2 separate regions of the Mus musculus genome follow, and region 1 is linked to region 2. Evidence: chromatin contacts called from public Hi-C data. All regions are on one chromosome and are shown on one strand. The core of a region is the stretch at or near the end of the contact, and the rest is flanking DNA. Distances in the headings are between cores, read along the strand shown.

What was found. Hi-C and Micro-C count contacts between places; a contact is called where the count stands out from the background.
Region 1: a Hi-C map of bone marrow-derived macrophages shows a contact between it and region 2, with 41 read pairs. The contact joins two enhancer-like sites. A contact is called at or near these places in 5 of 484 Hi-C or Micro-C datasets (bone marrow-derived macrophages, colorectal tumor organoids, muscle stem cells and 2 more), 8 of 115 datasets of contacts at active chromatin or transcription factors (bone marrow-derived macrophages, double positive thymocytes, embryonic stem cells and 3 more) and 3 of 9 other capture datasets (adipose tissue, liver and pancreatic islet).

What each region holds. Positions count from the first base shown.
Region 1 is chr4:145,048,120-145,053,938 of GRCm38.p6, forward strand. All of the region lies in intron 63 of Vps13d (vacuolar protein sorting 13D), which reads right to left. Among named protein-coding and RNA genes, the nearest start is that of Gm36317, 88 kb to the left of the region's middle. Within about 2 kb of position 2,587, at least 36 of the 459 cell types and tissues checked have an H3K27ac peak or open chromatin away from gene starts, as enhancers often do. A contact at or near this core is called in adipose tissue, bone marrow-derived macrophages, heart atrium and 1 more, where this site is marked.
Region 2 is chr4:144,928,071-144,933,800 of GRCm38.p6, forward strand. It overlaps Dhrs3 (dehydrogenase/reductase (SDR family) member 3), which reads left to right. Exons shown (of 6, transcript NM_011303.7): 6 at 1-139. It also overlaps a transcript of Vps13d not described here. Among named protein-coding and RNA genes, the nearest start is that of Gm42344, 26 kb to the right of the region's middle. Within about 2 kb of position 2,066, at least 157 of the 459 cell types and tissues checked have an H3K27ac peak or open chromatin away from gene starts, as enhancers often do. A contact at or near this core is called in adipose tissue, bone marrow-derived macrophages, heart atrium and 1 more, where this site is marked.

The sequences.
Region 1 (5,819 bases), core at 1,337-3,836, 120 kb after region 2:
TGATGTCTGTTTTACTTCACACTCACACCATGACACTGCACGCTTGGTTCTTATGTAACCTGCGATCTCTGCACTAATGCACTAAGCACTAAGCACAGGGCCTCTTTCTACTATAATCACATGACTGTTTCCACTTTTTTTGTTTTTGTTCTGCTCACCACAGTGCTCCCATTTTAACTGATGTGGTCCTGTAACGAATTGTGAGTACTCTGGCTTTAAGGACTATCTTGGGTACTCTCTACTATAAATCTTGGGCTCTGCCCTAATCTATCCAGGCCTTTAACGACACCAGCAATGTTTTTTTTTTTCTATGTGAATACCTTGTACACATTCAGTGTGTCCCTAGGTAGTTATGGTAAGTTAAAATGGCCACAGTTCTTTGCATCTGCCATGGATATATTTTGGTGTTCTTGTCGAAAGTCTATTTTCCCTTCACCAGAATCTTTAATAACTGTCATTTGCTTCAAAGGTAAGGCTATGCAATCAGTGAGCCTGAGAATCGAGAGACCTTCAGGCCTCTACACTGTATTTTCTGATGCCTTCACCATGTGGAAATGCTGAAATTATCTATTAAAGATATGGGCTCACTAGGAAGGTTATACTGAAGCTAGTCCCACCCATCTGACCTGTGAGAGACAACAGGAAGTTTGTTGTGAGAGTTCTTTTAGAAATATAAGAGAAGTTATGTCTACAATGTCTCATCAACAAGAAGTAGAAGCAAGGGCTTTGAAAGGTGATGGGGTTCCCATCATGTTTGGTATACCCCCATCACCCCTCAAACACAGGCACAATGGTTTGCGCATGTGATTCCAGCACATGGGGGGCATAGAGAGGCATAGCTAGGACTTGTTGGCCAGCCAATCTATCCTAACTGGCAAGGCCCAGGTCACTGAGACTTTATCTCAAAATATGAGGTTAACAGCTCTTGAGGAACAACACCCAAGGCTGTCCCAAAAACACACACACAGGACACACACACACAGGACACACACACACAGGACACACACACACAGGACACACACACACAGGACACACACACACAGGACACACACACACAGGACACACACACACAGGACACACACACACAGGACACACACACACAGGACACACACACACAGGACACACACACACAGGACACACACACACAGGACACACACACACAGGACACACACACACAGGACACACACAGACAGGACACACACAGACAGGACACACACACACAGGACACACACACACAGGACACACACACACAGGACACACACACACAGGACACACACACACAGGACACACACACACAGGACACACACACAGCCAAATAAAAAGGCAAATTAAACCCTGAAAAACACTGTTACTTCCATCAAAGACAAAACTTAGAAAGAGTTTGTAGTGAAGATATAAAAGACCAATAACCTGATAGAAACCTGATCAAGTGCTAGGATCAGACAGTTCACAGAAGCAAAACCACACACACACACACACACACACACACACAAAGCAACAGTAGAGGAAGAGACACAGGAAGACACACAGTTAAATAAATACCAAACAGAAGATACATGGCACAAACAATCAAATAAATACCGACCAGACCAGATGAGCCGAAGACAGGGAGAGAGCACTGGTTTGGTACTTGGAATGTCACTGATGATATCAGAAGGAAGAATTTTAGGAGCTGAGACCATCATTGAATTACCAGTGTGGTGGCACACCCCTGCAATTCTAGTGCTTGAGAAACTGAGACAGGAAGATTGCTAAATTCAACACTAGGGGGTTTTAAACACCGATGATGGCCAGATTTCTATCAGGTTATTGGTTTTTTTTAATCTCTTCCCATTGTATAAAATCTTTATAAAAGTCTTGTCTTTGATGGAAGTGTTTTGAACTGAGAGATAGACTAAATTTAAAGCCAGCCAGACTAAAGATATGTTAAGTGCACAGCTAAAGTCACATGACTAGCCATGAGCGAATCCTAGACTTGAATGTGCTGTTTTCACAACAGCAACTACCTATTTGGTAGAAAGCGCCCAAGCCAGAGGGCTCCACTATTTCTTCTCAAAGTCATTCTGCATTTGTTCAGCCGTGCTCCCCACTAAAGAGTGAGTAGGCATGAAGTCGGCAGAGAGCATGCCTAATTTCCCCCATTTCACTGACAGAGAAACTGACAGCCAGCTTAAACTCCTTATTCATAGTCAAAGGCCAATCATGCTATGAAAGTGTAAGGACATGGTCTTACCAATGCAACTCCAATAAGAAGAGATTTAGAAAGCATGATTAAACAAAAGCTTAAGCCAGAAAGTTAAAACAAAACAACAACAACAAAAACCCACTAAAACACAAATTCCTCATTGCGACCAAACATTAAAAGAGACTGGTGTATTGCTGCAGGGACCTTTGACCTCTACCAAGCTGCAAAGTCCTCCCAACAGGCACCATCTACCCTGGAACCAAGGAAGTACCCAGTCCTGAAGTGAAACTGTCTTCACCTAGTCATTTACTGTCTGGGGTCCCTTATCTGCAGAGGCGCAGGGCCAGCCTGTTGGTATGAATTACTCTGCCACCTTCAGGCTGATCTGGTCTGTGGAAGAAGGCATGAGAGGAAAAGAAAGCCATATAGGATTGCGCCCTCCCAATGAACTGAGCCACTGCTTGCATATAGTAGGTCACAGCTCTGATCCTGATTTACTCAGGCAGCATCTTCCTGCTGCAGAGGGGATTCTGGAGAAAGCAACCTGTGCTCATACGTTCCTGATAAAACAGAGAAGTATCTACTCCCACTTCCCAGACAAAACGGCTGAAGCCTTCCAGAGACGGCGCCAAGTTGAAAGAAGAAATACCTGTCCACGAGGCCTCAGATCACAGCTAGTCCCTGGGCCGTGTCCTTTCCTTTCTTAGTTTATTCCACACTAAACAAAACTGTCTGGAATTCATTCTCTAAAGGTTTATTTATGGCACATAGAGACTGTTTATGTGAAGCAGGGCATGTGCCTATTTCCCTTTGGGGACAGTGTTTAAAACTATGGGGCTACTTCCCTCTCTGGCACTTTCTGAAACACAATTAACAATACTGGATCTTTTTTCCTTTTAACAAATCTGGTTTTTATTTAGAGAGGAAGGGAAAAAGTAAAGGGTCTGAAGTTTCCCAACAAATTATTTCAAGCCTTTGAGAAGACAGTTTTAGGCTTTTTAAATAGTGTCTTTGTTTGAAACTCCCCCTTACCCCCACCCCCTGCTCTCTGACCATTAAAGTGTGGGTTTTCTTCCAAACTAGATTGCTCAATTAAGGTCCTTCTTTTGTTATACCCCAATGCTCTAAATGGGAAAAGGCCTGCTGTAGGCCACCTTCTGAAACCTTTTAAAGACCCCCTGGTATCTTTTGATCTTTAAAGGAGTCAAGGAAATCCCCATTAAAAGCTACCTGGCTTTTCAATATGCCATGGCATCTCTAACATGCAAGCTCTATGCAGAGAGACCATGAGGAGAAGGGAGGGGCAGCTGTGCTCTTGTGTCTATGAAATGGAATATTAGCTTCCCTTCTTCTGTCAGTCACGAATCCAAAGAAGATAGCAGATGGAGACAGCTTCCAGTCACCTGGACAGTGTGGATGCCTTTGAGTCACCAGACAGACACTGTATCTGGCAACAATGTACCTCAGTGTAAATCTGGATAGGCAGAACCCCCTCCCCCAACATTTCTGACAGCCTCGCTCCTGCCTGGGAATCCAGAGAATGGAGGCAATTGTTCCTTCAATACTAAGACAGGGTTACCTTTTACACAGACTCCCGTGACTGCTGTTCAGGGAGAGGGCTCCGTTTCTAAGCACATGTTTTTAGTGATTCCATATTCATCAGAAAGAGTATATTGCTCTTCCTAAGAGCTCCTAATAAAGGCCTGTTACTCTGTTAGAAAACTCTGACTAAGTGATATTGTCTAAGGAGTCCCAGACTCCAGGAGGAATACTCAAGGTATAGTAACATGGTGACTTCCACAACCCCAGAGCTCCACTCTGAAGTTCCAATCCCAACATCCTGCTGAAACACAGGTATGTCATGGCATCTGCTTAAGAGTGCTCTAAATTCAGTAGAATACCAGGAAGACCGTCAACATGAAGGACTGGAATCACTCCAGCAGAGCACACACTGCACCAGTAAGAGATGCAGAGGACACATGGCATCTGTATCACAGGACTGTGAAGGACACATGGCTTAGGTACCCGGGACTGCAGAGGACACATGGCATCGATACCAGGAGTACCATTGGATAGCAAAGGACACACAGCATCAGTCCCATAGGACTAGGGACCAGGCACTTCTGCTGGGAGCGCTGAGAGGAATGCTGGGGTCTGTGATCTTTAACAAGATGATTTTAAATCAAGAAGTCTTACACTTGCAGGAAATGCTTAGCTTTGGTTTGCTGGGTGAGAGCCAAGTGTTCTGGGGGAACAGACTTTATCAAACAAATCCATTCCAAAGGTCACATAAGTCAAGTGGATACTTGTGGATATTAGCAAGACAGTAGTTTTCCCATGGTTTTCCCCTTACTCCCAAGCTAATTATAACCATCTCCAGCCTCCTGGGAAATACAACATTAGGGCAGATTGAGCAGCAAAGTGGTGAGAGGAGAAAGGCACTGTACCTCTTTTCTCAGGATGCTGCCCCTGGTCCCAGCTAGCCCTCCCTTGACTTCATTCACTGAAGCCATCACCCCTATTATCTAGAGGATGACGCTGAGCAGACAGCTGTCTCATCACCTATAGGTCTATTTTAGAAGCTGGGAGTTGGCAGGCTGTGGCACATGAGGCCCACACATGTGTTCTGTCAAGCCCACAAGGCTGGGTTTTAGTCAGTTTTTCTTTTGTTTTTTTTAATATGAGTTGGTGGCCAACATTTAAAACCCAGGAGATTCCATATAAACCTGATGATTTGGCAGTGGGCTGCAGTGGGGCTGTGCTGACCCTCCTCATGGAGCTGTGCTGGACTAAAGGTTCCCTGCACTTGCAGGTTGACCCTGCAGCAGAATTGGCATGGGCATCAGAGCCCAGCACTGCAGGCTCACAACTCATTTCAGCTATCTAGATGTTCCTCTGTGGAGAGAGTGGGTATCCTGGATCTTCTGAGAGAAGGAAGGAGGGGAGAGTGAGCAGGCAATGGGAAGAGGGAGGGTTGGACAACTGTCTTCAAGCACAGTACAAGGGAGAACCAGAAGCAATGGCTGCCAGTCTGAGGCAGACTTAGAGTCTGAGTAAGGCTAGACATTTCAACATCCATCTGACCCTGCTCTTGCTTTGAGCAACACCTTGCTACTAACTAGGCTAAAGAAACAAGACCATAAACTTCTGTCTCCCCACCTATCAAGCAAGGGCACCATTGAGGACACACAGTCTAATGACAGCCTCACCTATGTGCCAGGATGCAGCACAGAACCCAGACATGACAGACTTGGATTTGAATGTCAGCCTGCTCCCTTCCTTAAAATATGCCTTGTTACTAAAAGTGAAGGTGTTGTTAAGGCTGTCCTGGTCACCTGTGGATCAAGATGGTTAGTAGGAGGGTTATGTCCTGAAGCTGTACAAGGCCATGTTCCAGCAAGATTATAGCTGAGTCTCCCTCTAAGGTGGCAGACCTTCCTAAGTGACACTTACCCCAGATGCTTAGAAGACAGCAAGAGAGATCTGGGCAGTGGGTCAAAAGAAAGGCTACCTTAGCCTCAGTTCCTAAGACAAGTAACAAGCCCAGGAAAAAGGTTTCTACTGCCCTGAGGTAAATCTAGAAAAACCCAAAAAATAAATGAGAGTTACATCATCCAGTTTTATCCTTTTTGGT
Region 2 (5,730 bases), core at 816-3,315:
GTTGTGGGAGACGGAAAACCCAGAGAATGGAAGGAGCTGGCATGGTCTCAGTCAAGCAAGGGTAGAGGTGCCCATGGTTCTCTGCCGTGATTCTCATACTGAGCACATTGAATAAATGTCACTGTAGTCTGTGTGGAGCAGAGAGCAGTGTGACCTGGTAGGAATAGCATCCATGCATACAGCTTTTGCAGGTGGGTGGCCGAGAGCAGGCTAGTTTTCCTCCATACAGGGAGGAGAAGGTCTTAGGCCTCTGACTTAGTGAGTGGCTTCCTTGAAAACTGCAGGAAGTTCACACAGACCTAAGCATCTCTGGCTGGACCCTTGTGCTTATAGCAAGGAGGATGGGATAACTTGAAGGAAAGCAGGCTGGTCTGCAAGAGAAACACCAGGTATACGCTGTTTATGGAGCACTGATGGGGTACTGCCAGCCTAAGACATGGTGTTTACACTGTATCAAGTATCAGCTCTCCCTGCAGCCACTAGAGGAAAAAGCCCTCCCCCGCCCCCCCCCCAAAAAAAAGAAGAAAAAAAAAACAACAGCTCAGAGTGAGCACTGTCAAACCACTTGGTGGTGGGCAGCCAGATGCGATCCCCAGATCACTGTAGCTTCCTATAGGGAAAGTGTCTGCCCTGCAACCTCAACTTATTCATGAAACCATCTTCCCTCTGAGAAGCCATTATCCAAGATGAGAGCTCCCAGGGGATAAATGTACTGGTCTACCCTCATGCCCTCTTCAGGTTCTCCCTGGAAATAGTGCATGTCACTTCCACTCCCATTTCATTGGGCAAATCTGGTCACGTGATCATTGCCTGACAAAGATCCTGGGAGGATCATGTGGGCTGCCAAGCCCTTGAAGAAGACTTCATGAGGAAAAGTTAGAAATGAAGCCAACACAAGGATGTAGTAGCCCCGGAACCCATGCTGATACTGAGCAATCCCTACATAGGCAGAGACCTGGCTCACTTCCCAAACACTCTTCCAAAGGGAGAGTTTGGGAACTTATTTCGCAGATGAGAAGATGGGTTCAAAGCAGGATGTGGGCTTGTCCACACAGCTCTGACCCCTGGTTTTCTGTGACATCAGACAATAGCAAGCAACAAGGAGTCACATCCCAGCCATCTGTCACCTGCATTTTGGTCCTTGAGAATAGGTGTGTCCAGCGTGTATGGGGGATGTTAGTACTGCCTCAGCTCCCTTATGGTGTCTGGAAATCTCCTACAGCAGGTGCCTCTGCCTGGCTCTTCTAGGAGAGAGGCAGGGATGAGTCCATCTTCGTGGACAGGGAGAAATGAGTGTGTGTGTGTGTGTGTGTGTGTGTGTGTGTGTGTGTGTGTGTGTGTGTGTGTGTGTGTGTGTGAGGGTTCCTGTCTGCTAAGCCCCAGTTTTCCTGATCACCTCTGAGCAACTGAGGTATTTTTGTATCATGGTCTGTAGGCTGACGTTATAGAGATGTTTTGATTATTGGGGTGTCCATGAAGTTGCATTTAGCCTATAAACTGGAAATGTAGTGACAACCTCAAGGGACTATGCTGGGATGCTAGAATAAGCAAGACTCAGAGAGTCTTTACCAGGGCAAGCATGTATGATCACTGCCTCAGCTACAGGGACTGGATACCTTGGTTTCCCAGTATGCAATGGTTTCTCTTGGTGGTAGGGTGGGGCCTTGTTTCCCCCACAACACACCGCAATACACCAACACCCCACTTTTGGCTTTTTTTTTTTCCTCTTCCTTTTTTTTGGATTGCTTCCAATAGAAACCAGAGAAAAGGCCTTGGGCAGATTCCCAGGAGGCCTCTCTGGTCCCTCCCTGGAATGGTTTGACTGCCTGGAGAGCTTCAAGAGTGAGAGTGGAGAGCTAATTCTGTCCCTTTGCTTGTCCAAGTGAAGGAGAGTGACAAGCGCCAACCCCCTGAGGGGCAAAACAGGCTGTGCCAACCCTGTAAAGAAGCCTTGGGTCCTGGGAAATGACCCAGTTGCCAGGCTGGAGGTTCCTCCCAAGCCCCAAAGAGAAGCAGATTGGGAGTGGGTGCCAAGCCCAGGGAGGCATCAGACCTCAGCCCTGTCTGGCTCAGGTCCAGGGGAGCAGGCTGTCTGGCTGGACCAGTGGTCAGGAATTCAGTCCTGTGGTCACCAGTAGTTCCCAGAGACCAAATTCTTTGAGAAACCAACTCTCCCAGGAATAAGCTGATGTCTTAAAAAAAACGAAACAGAAAGATCCAAGGTTGACTCCAGAGGTCACTATTAGGACCCTCCTAGCTGAGAACTCCATCCCATAGAAGGCAGTTTTCACCTTTATGGTGTTTCTATCTGATGGAAGACAAACAAACAAAAAGAACCCAGGCCACAAGGAACAGGAGCTGAGGTTCTCAAAGAACAGCTCTACTGGCTGGGAAAGGAGAGAGGAGGCTGTCGCCCAAGTACAGCCCCTCCCCCAGGAACGTCTTTCTGACGCTCAGTGGTATGGGACTGAACTAAGCCGAGAGGACTTCTCTACGCACACTCCTGGCTTCAGGCAAAGCCAAAGGCGACAAATATCCGCTGACGCAGAAGGAAGGGCTGGAACTGCTCCCGGACAAGTCTCCTAAGTTCCCAAACATTCCTTAGGGCTTGGAGTGCAGCTCAGTTTGTGGAGTGCTTGCCTAGCTCTGGGTTTGATTCCCCAATACCACAAAAACCAAGCGTGGTATATGCTTTTATTTCTAGCACTTGAGAGATGGGGGCAGGAGAATCAAAAGTTCAAGGCTTTCTTCAGCTATATAAGGAGCTGGAAGCCAGTCCAGGAGTTGATTTGAGACCCTGTATCAAACCACAAACAAACAAAAAACATTGATTAGGGGCCAGAGAGATGACACAGCAGACAAGGGCACTTACTGTCTGCCTAGACAACCTGAGTTATATCCCTGAGGTCCGCCCTTACCCTTGGATGATTCTCTGTCCTCCATATGTACCCTCCCCCTCCCCAGAACACACAATAGATAGATTGGTGTACAATAGTTTAAAACATACCTGGGTCCACATGTGTCTACATGGGAGGGCTGTTCAGAGTGGGATTAAGATAGCTCTTCACATCCCCGGAGCCACTGTGCTTATCTGTTCAAAGCTCCCACTCCCCAGCTCTTGAGCCCACCCTGAAGCCAGAAAGCTCCATAGGAAGTGGGAGGCCCTGGGATCTGGGGGAAGGGGAAGCTGACTTACACCTCCCTTTCTCATTGCTGTAATAAAACACTGGCAAAGGCAACTTAAGGAAGAAAGAGTTTACTTTGGCTCCCAGTTCAAGGGAAAGTCCATCAAGGTAGGGAAGCGGGAGCCTGAAACAGCTAATCATGTTATGTCTACAATCGGAGCGATGGACGCATGCGTAGTAGGACTCAGCTCACCGTCGATTTCATACAGGCCAGGATCTCCTATCTAGGGAGTTGTCCTGGCCACAATTAAGATTCTCTTCCCATATTGAACCATTTCCCACAGGTATGCTCAGGGACCTTCCTCCCAGGCCATTTTAGATTCTTCTGCCTTGATAGCAATTAATATTCACTCTTAAAAGAAGGAATTCATAATTCCTAGTGAGCGCTATCCCACCATCCTTGCCTTTGAGAAGCTCTTTGACACAGCTCCCTATGTCTTGGGAAGAAAAAAGACAGGGATGATCCCTTAGAAGACACAGCTGGGACTAAGAGCTATTGTCCTGCTGGGATACTGCTCTCCAAATGGGAGATGCCCAGGATGGAGAGAAATCTTGAGTAGCAGGGCCATCACAGAGGCACCATAACTGGCAGCAAATGCTATATTGGGTTCTCCAGAGAAACAGAACTGAAAGAAAAGAGAATGAATATATATATATATATATATATACATATATATATGTATATATATATGAACTATATGTGTGTGTGTACACGTATATTTACATATACACCATATATATGTACATATACAGGATTTATTAGAATGACTTACAGGCTAAGGTCCAGCTAGTCTACCAATGGAAGGTCCAAGATCCAGTAACTGTCCATTCCATGAGTCTGAACACTTCAGCTGGTTTTCAGTATACAACAAAATCTTGAAAAAGCAGGTTCTAATGCCAATAAAGGAATGGATTTGCTAGCAAGGATGAGGGCAAGCAGGCAAAGAGAAAGAGAGCTTTTTTTTTTTAAATGTCCTTTATATAGTCTGTCACCAGAAGGTATGGCACAGATTAAAGATGGATATTCCCTCCTCAAAAGATCTGGATTAAATTATTCCCACTTCAAATTAATTAAGAAAAAAAAACCTTTACAGGTATACCCAACCAGTTGGGTTTTAGTTAATACCAGATGAAGTCAAGTTGACATCCAAGAATAGCCATCACATCACGCTGGCACTCGGTAGCTTGTCCTGACCCAGGAGGCTGTCTGGTCCGTGCACATCATGGAGCATTATTGAGATCAGAGTCAAATTCATGAAGCAGTGGGATCCAATGGTGTGTAACATATTTTTCAAAACTGGTTTCCGTGGACACCTTGACTCACATGCACAAATCCACATACACACATACACGAATTTACATAAATTAAAAATACAACATTAAAAAAAGAAAGAAAGAAAGACAGACAGACAGACAGACAGACAAACCAGTATGTAGTCAGAATCAAGATGAAAATCGCATGATCTTTTCAATAGATGCTGAAAAGGTGTGATAAAATTCAACATCCCTTCACAATCAAAGTCAAGAGAGACAAGGGATAACCCGAGAATCATTCAGTGTGACGTGTGCATGTAACAAACCTCTAGGTAACAATATACTAAATGGGGAAGAATCGAGAGCAGTCCCAGAAGCTGAGCAAGACAAGGTGTTCTCTCTTTCCACTTCTATTCAATATAGGGCTTGAGTTGTCAGCCAAGTAAAAAGGCAAGAAAGAGAAATGAATATAGACAGACAGACAGACAGACACAAATAGAAAAGGAAGGTGTCAAACAATTCCACTTCCTTATGATAGTCAAATTGAGACAGGCTGACTCCATGACAGATTTCAAATTGTCAGCCTAAGAGACTAGGCTTAAGAACTGGGCAAGGCCAGGCAAGTCAGTTAAAAAACAAAAAACAAAAAAACCCAGGCTTCAGACAACTAGACAGAAACTAGAAAGTGCCCAGCCACCTAGCCTGAAACAAGGACAGTGGGTCAACAAGTTTCCAGACCTTCCCAGTAACAGGTTCCAACCCCCATGCGCCAGTAATGGAATGTACCTAGAGATGGAGTAAGATAAAGGCCACCCAACCCGGACTTCCTCAATGACAGTTTCCAGCCCTCACGCTCCTTACAGAATGGAATGCCCTTAGCAATGGAGTAAGATAGAGGTCACCTTTCCCAGAATCCCCTAGCATGCTTTAGGTCTAGCCTGTGAGCTCATTCGGTTGCCTCTCCATTTTGGAGTTAAGGATCTCCTCATGCTGCTCTTCTGCCAGATAAAACACTCCTTGCTTTCGCATACTATTTGAGTCTGGAGTATCATTCTTTGGCGAACAATGAACCCTTACAAAGTAATCTTCCATTATAGGACCAGATCATAATTTATCCATCCATCACCAAAGTTGATGGATATTTGAGGACAATATCTGCTTTGCACTTGCACCCTTAAGACCAGACATCCCATGAGGGCAGAGCATCTGGCACAACCTGGCTGTCTGCATAAGTAGACTCTTCAGCAATGGCTGCAAATAGGGAAGCCCCTTCTATGTGCAAGTGGAGCCC